Regions from separate parts of the Neogale vison genome. Here region 2 is linked to region 1. The links are chromatin contacts, called in public Hi-C maps. All regions are on one chromosome and are shown on one strand. Each heading gives the region's core, a stretch centred on a gene start, on an enhancer-like site or on the middle of the called end of the contact. The rest is flanking DNA. Distances are from core to core; before and after follow the strand shown. Region 1 holds the start of EMC7 (ER membrane protein complex subunit 7). Region 2 holds the start of SLC12A6 (solute carrier family 12 member 6).

Evidence for each region. Hi-C and Micro-C count contacts between places; a contact is called where the count stands out from the background.
Region 2: a Hi-C map of muscle shows a contact between it and region 1, with 6 times the contacts expected there. The contact joins the promoter of SLC12A6 here to the promoter of EMC7 in region 1. A contact is called at or near these places in 2 of 3 Hi-C or Micro-C datasets (fibroblasts and muscle).

Annotation. Positions count from the first base shown.
Region 1 is chr13:93,661,229-93,666,777 of ASM_NN_V1, reverse strand. EMC7 (ER membrane protein complex subunit 7) reads left to right here and starts at 2,581. Exons shown (of 5, transcript XM_044230590.1): 1 at 2,581-2,869. The coding sequence starts at 2,637.
Region 2 is chr13:93,844,097-93,849,645 of ASM_NN_V1, reverse strand. SLC12A6 (solute carrier family 12 member 6) reads left to right here and starts at 3,314. Exons shown (of 24, transcript XM_044230184.1): 1 at 3,314-4,784. The coding sequence starts at 4,514. It also overlaps the pseudogene LOC122894135.

The DNA.
Region 1 (5,549 bases), core at 1,332-3,831:
TGATTTAAATGTAAGAGAAGTAGAGAAGGGTATAATCCTCATTATTTTGTAGTCACACCTTAAAATCTGCTACCCCTTCTGTAACAGCCAATGTACAAAGAATTGTTTGAAAAGCTCCTTAACCCTGAAAGATGCTGACAAGCAAATTACTGACAGGGAGGAAAAGACCAAAATCATCATCAAAGGTGCCACTTTAAGTGATCATGGAAAAATCCAGATAAGGATGACAACCGTTTTTTGGCTTATTCAAATTATAAGATGTCAGGGTAAATTCTATTATTTATTTTTAGTAATGTTAGCCTCTGTTTTTATTTTTTAAATAGCTTTATATTTTTGCAATTTATATTGATAAAACATTTATATTATAAAAAATTGCAAAAAATCAGAAACGTTAACACCTTTTTAAAACATTAAATAAATACTACCTGTAAAATCCAGACTCAACCTCTGTTGGTACAATCCAACATTTATAAAAATGCCTTGTGTGGTTTTTGAATGTTGTCTCTGTCCCTATCCTTGTTCACCCCCTTGTGGCCATGATATGAAGCCAGGCCTCAAGAAAGAGAAAAATTAAAGGGCTTGGATAATAAACTGATCATCTCTCATTTTAACAGTATTTCCCACAATTAAGGTAAGTAGGTCTGCTTGAAATCTATACGGGTCAAAATCTTGGCAGGAAATAGTTGGAAGCCTTGAGGGGGTTATTGTAAATTATCCCTTCATTAAACTTCCTTGCAATTATGGGCAGAAGTGAGAAAAACTGAATGAGGTGTCCTGCATATACCTCCTAATGGCTGAACCCAATTACAACCACCCAGAGGTCAAAGGAACCAAGTTTTTGCAATCCTTCAAGATCCAGTCTTCTAAGACACAAAGCAGAGTGAAGGGTAGAGAATGAATCTGGCTGGGCAAACAGACCAAGTCTAGTATACAGTCCTTCTAAAATATTTCATTATAATTATAGTTTCTTTTATAAGGCATGAGTCCAAGAGATACATTATGGAATAATTCTTGCATAATTTAAAGTTGAATACCTATGTAGTTCCTAGAAAACACCAGAGATAATAGTATTTCACACTGCTAGAAAACATTACTGGGACTTCTCTACTCCATCTATGCCTGCGGAGGTATAAGCGGGCATTTGAGGGGTTCAGATCATAAGTTGTTTTTTTTTTTTTTTTTTGTATTAGAGTGACAGTAAGGTAGGGGAACAAAGAGAAAGGCAGAAATGGGGATGCAGAGCTCAGTTGCTGTTTGCTGCTGGTCTTCTTCCACTCTGCCCTCTATAAAAAGCAAACACCCCATCTCCCACATACAGTATTAAGATCAACACTGATTACCTACTAATTAAATTGAACATGTGTCTAAGACACCAACAAAGCAGGGTCACCAAGAATATGTAAAAGAATATCAGAAAATTTAGGGATGAAGCTTTTTTTTATTTCAGCATATTGGTAAATTTTGTAACATTTTAGAAAAGTGAAATTTTCTTTCATAGTTTAGTGTAGTTGTACTACACTAGTGTAGTGTAGTTTAGTGTAGGGTTGTAGCACCTGATAATCTTTTTACCGTAGCTTTGCATCTTCCAAAGACCAACTGTGAAGCAATGGCTACCTTCAGAGGGGAAGTACCCCTAACCCACAGTCGCTGATGCTCAGGAGAAGATAGAGTATGGTGTGGCCCCAGGGGCTGCATCTCTACCCCCTGCCAGCGGCTCAGAGGACTTGGTTCTCGTATCCTTTTCCTCAATTTTTGTTATTTTTCTTTGGGAGGCTAAGTCTAGGAGTTCACAAGGCCAAAAAAAAAAAAAAAAAAAAGCGTTTCCCTCGATAATCTTCAATATAGATTTGTACCCAGAGATTCGTATTCGAAAGGACAACATTGATAGCTAACAGAAACCCTGGGAACGTTACCCCTTTCTATCATGAAGAAAATGAAAAGATTGAAGATGATCTCTGAAATCTTTACTTAATCCCCGGGATCAATACTGGCAGGTCGCCCCATCCCTAACGTTGTGTTTACGGTAAAGCGTTCAAAATCGAACGAAGGGTGTAGTACCAGACTAAATGTCCCTCAACTCTTTCCTTTTTCGCCAGAGGCAACCGTTAGTAAATCGTTAAGTATCTTTTCCAGCTATTTTCTATGCCGATACACGATCTCCTTTAAACTCTCAAATGGGAACATTTTCATCTCACACGCCTTGGGGAATCTCTAGAACTTTTTTGAAGGCTCTCTTTTGAACCCGTTTCCCCGAAAGCCGGAGCCTCATTGGCAGACACAACTTCAGAGCGTCGCGGCTCTCAGTCTCACAGTCTTTTACTCTGGGGCGGGGCCGGCTGCCACAGCAACACACACCTCCCCACTTTCGCTTTGTGGGCGGCCCCCCTCAGAGGCAGCTGACACTTTCCTCGGACCGCCTTCCAATCCCGAGCGCCGGGAGTTCGCCGCGGTGCTTTGCCTCATTTCCGCCTCGCAAGGCGATTGGCTCAAGACTCCTTCCTTCGGGTTTGAGCCCTCCGCTCGCGCCAGGACCCCGCGCACTGTGATGACGACATCGGCCGGCGGCGGCGCCGACGACACCTGGGAGGCTGGGAGGGCTTCCGGGGCTGCCGGCCTGGCCGCTGAGAGCTGCTGTCATGGCGGCCGCTGTTTGGGGCTTCTTTTCCGTCCTTCTTCTGTTGCTCTCAGGGGATGCCCAGAGCTCGGAGCTTCCTGGGGCTACTGCTGATGGATCAGGCGGGACTGGGGTCGGCACAGGAGATCGCTTCAAGATTGAGGGACGTGCGGTTGTTCCAGGAGTGAAGCCCCAGGACTGGATCTCGGCCGCCCGAGTGCTAGTAGACGGAGAAGAGCATGTCGGATTCCTTAAGTGAGCATCCTATGGGCAGCGGGAAAGCGGTTGGCGTGGAAGCCGGAAGGGAATTCCCTCTAGGAGAGCCAAGTGTCAAGAACTGACGACGTCGCTGTCGGAGGGTGAAAGGGTGGGCGTCAATAGCAATCTGTGTCGGGAGACCTTGGGAAGCAACCCGACGCTTTCCCCTATTTTCCCCATCACCCCATTCTGTGTATCTCAGAAATGAGGGTGGCAGGTGCTTGCCCCAGGCCGGGAGCATTGGGATCCGTTATCTTCAACTTCATTTTTGCCTTTTAGGGGTCGACCCCTCCTGGGCCCTCGCGATAGGTGGACCCCTTATTTTGTTTTGTGCTGAATTCTTTCCTTTGCATCTCATTTGGTCTCCCTAGAATCTGGCCACTTTTTGCATTCATTTCAGTCTTTTGGCAGTTTGATGTTGTGTAGAAAGATGCTAAACAAGTGGGAATTCTCAAAACCCAAAGGACTTCTATGATGGCATAGACTGGGAGGCTAATGTTGCTGCTTCTCAAATTAATGGGCCCTGAAGTCCCTAATCAAAGCACCTTTTTTTTTTAAATGCCTGGTGGTGGGATTGTTGTTCTTTTTTACAGTTGAATTCATCGAGGGATTTGCAACATCACACTTGGTGGCATTTATGTGAGACTGGGGTTTCTCCACATTTGCTTACATGCTTCTTTATTTTCTAGTTATTAGCAAAAATGGGATTTCAGCCTATATTAAAGAACGTGGTGAATTTATTAGCATTCCAGTTTTGCAGTCGCCTGTTTTTCAGATGTTTATGCACAAATGTGATGTTTTAAGCCTTTCAGTCACTGCTTGGGAAGTGAAACTATGAACTGAAAGAAAATATTTAAGAAAGGAAGTGTTTCTCTGATAGGTTTGTATACCAGCAAGTGGTATTTGCAACCCAGACATTTGCAATTTGGACGTTTACTTCTAAATCTGATTTGCAAATATTCAGATTATCCAGGTTGAATGAGATTTGAATCTCAGATTAATAATGATGAGAAGTTAGTCTTTTAATACTATTTGTATTTACAAATCTGGCGTTAGGGCATTCTTTAGGGTTTGCCCCAAGTAATGATGTTTTAATGAAAAAACTCTCAATTAAACCTTGGTTTAATTAGTGTGAATTGGTAATGTAAATAGTGTAGATTGATGTTTTGGCTTCTCTTTTCTGCAGTATTAAATTCTTTTAAAAAGCATTTATTAGTTTAGTTTTTTGAAGATTTTATTTATTTATTTATTTAACAGACATACACCGAGAGAGGGAACATAAGCAGAGGGAGTGGGTGAGGGAGAAGTGGGCTCCCCTCAGGGAGCCCGATGTGGGTCTCGATTCTAGGACTCTAGGATCATAACCTGAGCTGAAGGCAGACATTTAAGGACTGAGCTACCCAGCTGCCCCTATTATTTTTATTTTAAAGTAATGTATAAGCAATATGTTTATTGAAGAAAATGTAAACAAATTAGGGATAACGAGACTTAACATTTTATTGTATCTTTTCCGATGAATTTTTAATAGTAAAATACAATATGTAGTACTTTGTCATCTGTTGTTTTTTTTTTTAATCCCCCAGTTAATATTTTGGGAGCAGTTACTTACACCATTTCATGTTCTTCTGTTTGTAGAAAGGCTAAGAATTAATATGAGGTGCTTATGGTGGGAAACTTCTTGGAAGAGGGATAGTAATTGTCTTGTACTTGTTATGCATAATTAGCTTGGAGTTTTGACTTACACTTAGGCTTGTTGGAGGTGGCTTGGGCCTTGGCTAATAGAAATGAGGGGAGTTTTGACAGAGGGTGCTTCATGCCACTTTTTGCCCCCATCACTGTGTATATAAAGCATATCTTATTTAAGCAGTCTTCTGTTTGGGGACATTTAGGTAGTTTTCAGTTTTTTGATGTAGTAGATTTTATGCACTATACTTTTTTGGGGGAACTTTTTGTTATGGAAAATTGCAGACATACACTAAAATAAACGATAGTTTCATGAATGTTTAGGTACCCATCACAATCTACTGTTCCGTTTCATGTCTCCTCTGTATCACGTTTATTTTTTTTCTGGAATATTTAAATACCACCCTAAATATAATCTCCCTTGAAAAAGCATTATTATGTGTCTCTAAAAGGTAAGGGCTTAAACGCTCACAATACCATTATTGACTTAATAAAATAAGTAATAATGCTACAGATTCATCTAATACCCAGTTCGTTTATCTAAAAAATGCTCCATGTAATTCTCTCAAGTCAGGATCCAACAAAGCTTACATATTGCAGAATACATTTTTAAAACCAAGTTTTAAAATTACATTATAAAATTTACATGTTATCTTTCTCAAATATTTGTCTTATGGTGAAAAATAGATTTGCTTTTTCCTTTGGGTAGTTAGATCTACTGTTGTGTTTCTCAATCATTAGTTTAATTTTTTTCTGGATCTAGAAAAATATTTTGAAGATTGTTCATTGAGGTTCCGATCAAGAAGCAGAAGACACCCAAATTAGAATAATTCAAGGAAAGCTAATGAAGGGATTAAACACTGTAGTCATGGTATAGGGAAACAATCAGGTTTTGCAGTACTCTAGAGTTTACAGCCTCAAAGCTACTATTACCTCTAAGCCTGAAGGAATTCGGGGAGGTAAAGTTTACTGGGCCCTAGAGGGGAAGAAAGGT
Region 2 (5,549 bases), core at 2,065-4,564, 180 kb before region 1:
TAAGGGGATAATGATGGAAGAAATGTTAATTTTGCAATAACTAGAAAAAGGATCTGCTATGGAAACTTCTTAAACACTAAAATCTGTAAATGAACTCTTTTAGTAATGTTTTGTAATAATGACTGTAACTTTGTCTTTATAAGTAACCCACTACCTGCACTCACTCCCTCAAAAAAGGATTATTGTTTCATGCTACATGCTGTGTAAACTGAGTTTCCAGACTTTGATCTGGAAATAGTCCTAATTGAAACAGAGGAGAAAAGGTGGACTTTTCCCTTAAAAGATTCTCAGGATATTAGTATCTTCTAAGCTATGCTCAGAAACAGGAGAAGAGGTTTAAGAGGTATAGTATATTGGTATTAGGTAGTATATGTAAATGAATGAAAATACACTGTGGTATGAAACAAATTGGATTTTGCAGAAATCCACCATTTCTTTATAAATATGAGAAAGTCTGTGAGAGCAACGGGGCCTGGCCAAGCCCAGCAGAGTCAGATATGGAAAGCACAGGAGCCTATGCCACCTGGAACTGGCCTGGGTCCTGTATGCCCATGAGTCAGATGCTCCATCACCTCCTAAACATGCATCCTGATTTATCTTCACACTTGCACATTGAAGAATGTAATGCCTTGATAAACTTGCTTAAGGAATGTCACGAACACCACAGCATTCTGAAAAAATTTTTTAAAGATTTTATTTAGTTAGTTATTTGAGTGAGAGAGAGCACAAGCAGAGGGAGGGGCAGGTAGAAGGAAAGGGAGAAGAAGGCTCCCTTGCTGAGTAAAGGGCTCAATCCTAGGACCCTAGGATCATGACCTGAGCTAAAGGCAAACCTTTAACTGACTGAGCCACCCACTTGTCCTGGCATTCTGAAAGTTTTTAGTCATTACAGTGGCCTTAGTCAGTAGATGAGAAAATGCTTGAAGAATGAGTACGTGGAAAAGAAGACCAAGAGCAGGGAGCAGTACAATGCAATGTGGAAAAGACTTCTTAATCCCACGGAGGAAATCTGAAAAATAAATTACAGACACATCTCATTAAAAAAAAAGGGGAAGTCTGAGATTGGAATGACCAACAGTCCTGCCTGAGAAAAACATTAGTAGCTCAGGAAGTGAATTTCTTGCTGCCTCAGGAAAGCTCTAAGCTGGAATTGTTAATCAGAGGCTTTAAAGAGAAAGAAACTTAAGGGGCTTTACATTTTAGCTTATTTTTTTTTAAAGATTTTATTTATTTGAGACAGACAGAGATAGTGAGAGAGACCATAAGTTGGGAGGAGAGGGAGAAGCAGACTCTCTGCTTAGCAGAGTGCCTGAAATGGCTCTGTCCCAGGATCCTGGGATCATGACCTGAGCCGAAGAGAGGGGCTTAACCAAATGAGCCATCCAGGTGCACCACGAGGTTTCCCATTTCAATTGGAAATTTCTCATTTTGTTACCTGCATCTTTCTTTCTTTTTCTTTTTCTTTTTTAAGGTTTTATTTATTCATTTGGCAGAGACAGAGAGATCACAAGTAGGCAGAGAGGGGGAAGCAGGCTCCCTGGTGAGCAGAGAGCCTGATGTGGGACTCTATCCCAGGACCCTGGGATCTTGACCTGAGCCGAAGGCAGAGGCTTTAACCTACTGAGCCACCCAGGTACCCTAAAAAGTTTTTATTACTGGATCTTTTTAACCACGTTTTGGATTTTATGTGTCATTTGATAAAAGAGAATTTCCTGACTCAGGTTTTCAATACAGTTCTGACCTATTGCTAAGGATGACGTTTAAACATTTCCACTTGTGAGGGGTAAGGACCCAGGCAAAGCTAGGGCACAGATTGTTAAATTTAATGTCTCGATCAAAGCTATAGGAAATAACTTTCTTTTTTTTTTTTTTAAAGATTTTATTTATTTATTTGACAGAGAGAAATCACAAGTAGATGGAGAGGCAGGCAGAGAGAGAGAGGGAAGCAGGCTCCCTGCTGAGCAGAGAGCCCGATGCGGGACTCGATCCCAGGACCCTGAGATCATGACCTGAGCCGAAGGCAGTGGCTTATCCCACTGAGCCACCCAGGCGCCCCAGGAAATAACTTTCAAACAAAACATTGATGAGTCGAATTTATTGAACACTTGAAATAAACATGCTAAGAAAAATATTCTAGTGGCAGCGGAGTAAAAAAAGTATTTCACTGATTTCTCCAGGTCTAAAATAAAGGACATTTTCTTTAATTGAATCTTCAGTCTAACTAGAAGGTGAAAATACCATTTTTCTCCAGCCTCATTGAGATATAATTGACCAAATTGTATATATTTAAGGTGTATAACATGATGAGCTGATATATGCATACATAGCAAAAGACATTTTAAGGACAGGGAAAAGAAATTTAGCACAAAATGTATATAATTGAGAATACACCTTGAAAATTTCAGTTGGGAGGGGCCCCTGGGTGGCTCGGTGGGGTAAGCCTCTGCCTTCAGCTAGGTCATGATCTCGGGGTCCTGGGATGGAGCCCCGCATCAGGCTCTCTGCTCAGCGGGGAGCCTGCGTGTCTCTCTCTCTCTCCCCCCGCCTGCCTCTCTGCCTACTTGTGATATCTCTGTCAAATGGATAAATCTTTAAAAAAAAAATTTCACTTGGTGTCATACCTACGCATATGGTATGGGAGGTTTGTGATTTTTAAAGAAATTATGAACGGGGGGCGCCTGGGTGGCTCAGTGGGTTGAAGCCTCTGCCTTTGGCTCCGGTCGTGGTCACAGGGTCCTGGGATCGAGCCCCGCATTGGGCTCTCTGCTCAGCGGGGAGCCTGCTTCCTCCTCTCTCTCTGCCTGCCTCTCTGCCTACTGGTGATCCTGTCTGTCAAATAAATAAATAAAATCTTTTAAAAAAAAATTATGAACGGAATTTTCCGAGACGCTTTTGGGGACTCGGAGGGCAAGGGGCATGTGTGCTCCCCGAATGCCTCCAGAGTGAGTTTGTGCAACACAGCGTGACCCAGAAAGAAAATGGTTTGTTTTCTCGAGCGCACGCAGCTCAGACCCCAACACTTAACTACAATACCCATCTTCCTCCGGGCCTCGCACATTTTGCTCCTCTCGTCCCGCCGCGACGGGCAGCGCATGCGCGCAGCCCTTTACGTCCCCTTGCAGACTGCAGAGCCTGGGCGGGGCTCCTCGGCGCTCCCGGGACGGTACCGCCCTCCGACCGCTCCCCCGGGCTTTTCTTCGGACCGTTAACCTCGAATGAGGAACGAGCTGGGAGGGAAGGGAGGGGCTGCGGCGGGGCTGGCACAGCCCGCCGGGCCCGGGGCCGGGGGCGGCGAGGTCACGTAACGGCTGCTCCGGCGTCGGCCCGGGGAGGGGGCGCCCTCCCCGGCAGCCGGAGCCCTCCTGCGCGCGCCGCGGCTGCGAAACAGTTACCGGCTCGTAAACAACAGCTGCGCGCGCACCCGCATCAGCTGGCGCCGGGATCCCGCACCTGCGACCTCCTCCTCCCTTCATCCCCGCCGCCCCTTCCTGCTCAGCCCCGGCCAGCCTGCGAGGCCATCTCCTCTCTTGCTAGGACCCGAAGGAAGAACGGCGAGGGGCTGACCTGCGCCGCGGCCCTGGTGGGGGAGAAAGCGTCCTCCGGCAAAGGGGTGGCCCGTCCTGTCACACGCAGGAGAAACCCGGCGAGCCGACCGTGGGCTCGATGGACTAGCAACGACCTGCCACGACCCTGAACTGCAGTCCGAGGGGTCTTTATCCGCTCGCTATCCGCCTCCTCCCAGATCCCAGAGACCGTTCAGCCAGAAGAGCGGGTGGGCCACCCCCGCAGATCTCTTGGAGACGGGAATCCGCTCTGCCCCTGCACCCTCTCCTCGCCCTTTTCATTCTCCTCTATCCGGTAGTGTGGGGTATTTTCCCGTTATGCATGCGCATCCCTCCCACCAGACCCAAGCGGATTATTGGCCTCCAAAACATCGGGTGGCTCTACACACACTTCCCAACCAGACCTGTGGGGTATTCACCTGATACACAACAGGTGGCCGGGTGTACACCGTTTCGCAATCTGATCTGTGCTATATTCGCCTGATAAGGGTGGGCCTGCGCGCTCTTTGCTCATCTAGAACCGTGGGACATTTACCAGATAAAAGACTTAACTACCTCGGCGGAAACCTGGGGGTCGAGGGGAGAAAGCCTTCACCTTCTCTGAGACCATGGCACTGAGCCCGCAGTCCTGGGCCAGGAGAGACATCTAGATAACTCTTCTTTTCGAAGGAACGAAGTTCCACGGGACTGGCATCCTTTCGTCTTTTTTTTTTTTTTCCTTAAATATTTACTGCTAGTGCACTTTCTAGGATAGTCTGTCCGAATTCTGAGTTAGAAGGATTCTTATTTGGGACTTTTTTTGATGGGTAAATCAAGGTTATTGAGGGTTTGTTTTTTGGTTTTTTTAAGTTGTCTTTTTTATCTTTGCGATCAATAAAGTAGCTAGTGTAGGAGGAAGAATTTTGCAGGGTTTTCCTTTTTTCTTTGTTCTTATAAAGGAGAAGAGAATAATGCATCCTCCAGAAACCACCACCAAGATGGCTTCAGTTCGGTTCATGGTGACACCAACGAAGATCGATGACATTCCAGGTTTGTCAGATACCAGCCCGGACCTCAGCTCCCGATCCAGTTCCCGAGTAAGATTTAGCTCACGGGAAAGTGTGCCTGAAACAAGCCGTAGTGAGCCTATGAGTGAGATGTCTGGAGCCACCACTTCACTAGCAACTGTTGCGCTGGATCCAGCTAGTGACCGGACTTCTAACCCCCAGGATGTTACTGAGGGTAAGTGGAGACACAGATGACAGGATACGTTGATTACTGGCTTATATATCTAGTTGATTGTCTATTGGGAAATTACTTTTCCATTATACAGTAGTCATCAGGAACGAGGAACCTTTATTTGAGGTGCCTAGGAACCCTTTGGAATAATGGTTAGCACAATAACTGTCTGCAATAGTACTTTGGCATGTGGGAAGGAAAGTAGATTTATATTTTGACTTCTTCATTTTTGCCTCGTTGGAATTGAGATGGGTGGTTTGGGTTAAAGATGAATATCGAAGAATTTAGTAGTTTTCTGCACAACGAATCCTAAACTGTGAAAATTTAGTGGAGAGTTAGCTCTGGGACTCTATTACAGTCTGCTTTTAAGGCTAGTTACTAGCAATAGTTATTGATTGTAGCTTGGTTATTGGCTTTCCTACAAAGACTTCAGTTATTGTATCACAAAATTCTTTTTTAAAAAATGCGTTTTTTTATAGACAGGGGTTCAAGAAGCTAAGCTCAGGGTAAGGCTGGTGGGTCTATTGTGCTGTCCTGTCAAATGGAGAAATTCTAAAGAGGCTTTTAGGGTCTGAGTCCCATATAATTTTTTAAAGAAGCTTTTAAGGCCTGATTTCTTTTCTTTCTTTCTTTCTTTTTTTTTTTTTAAGATTTTTAAAATTTATTTGACAGAGAGAGACACAGCGAGAGAGGGAGCACAAGCAGCGGAAGTGGGAGAGGGAGAGGGAGAAACAGGCTTCCCGCTGAGCAGGAAGCCTGATGTGGGGC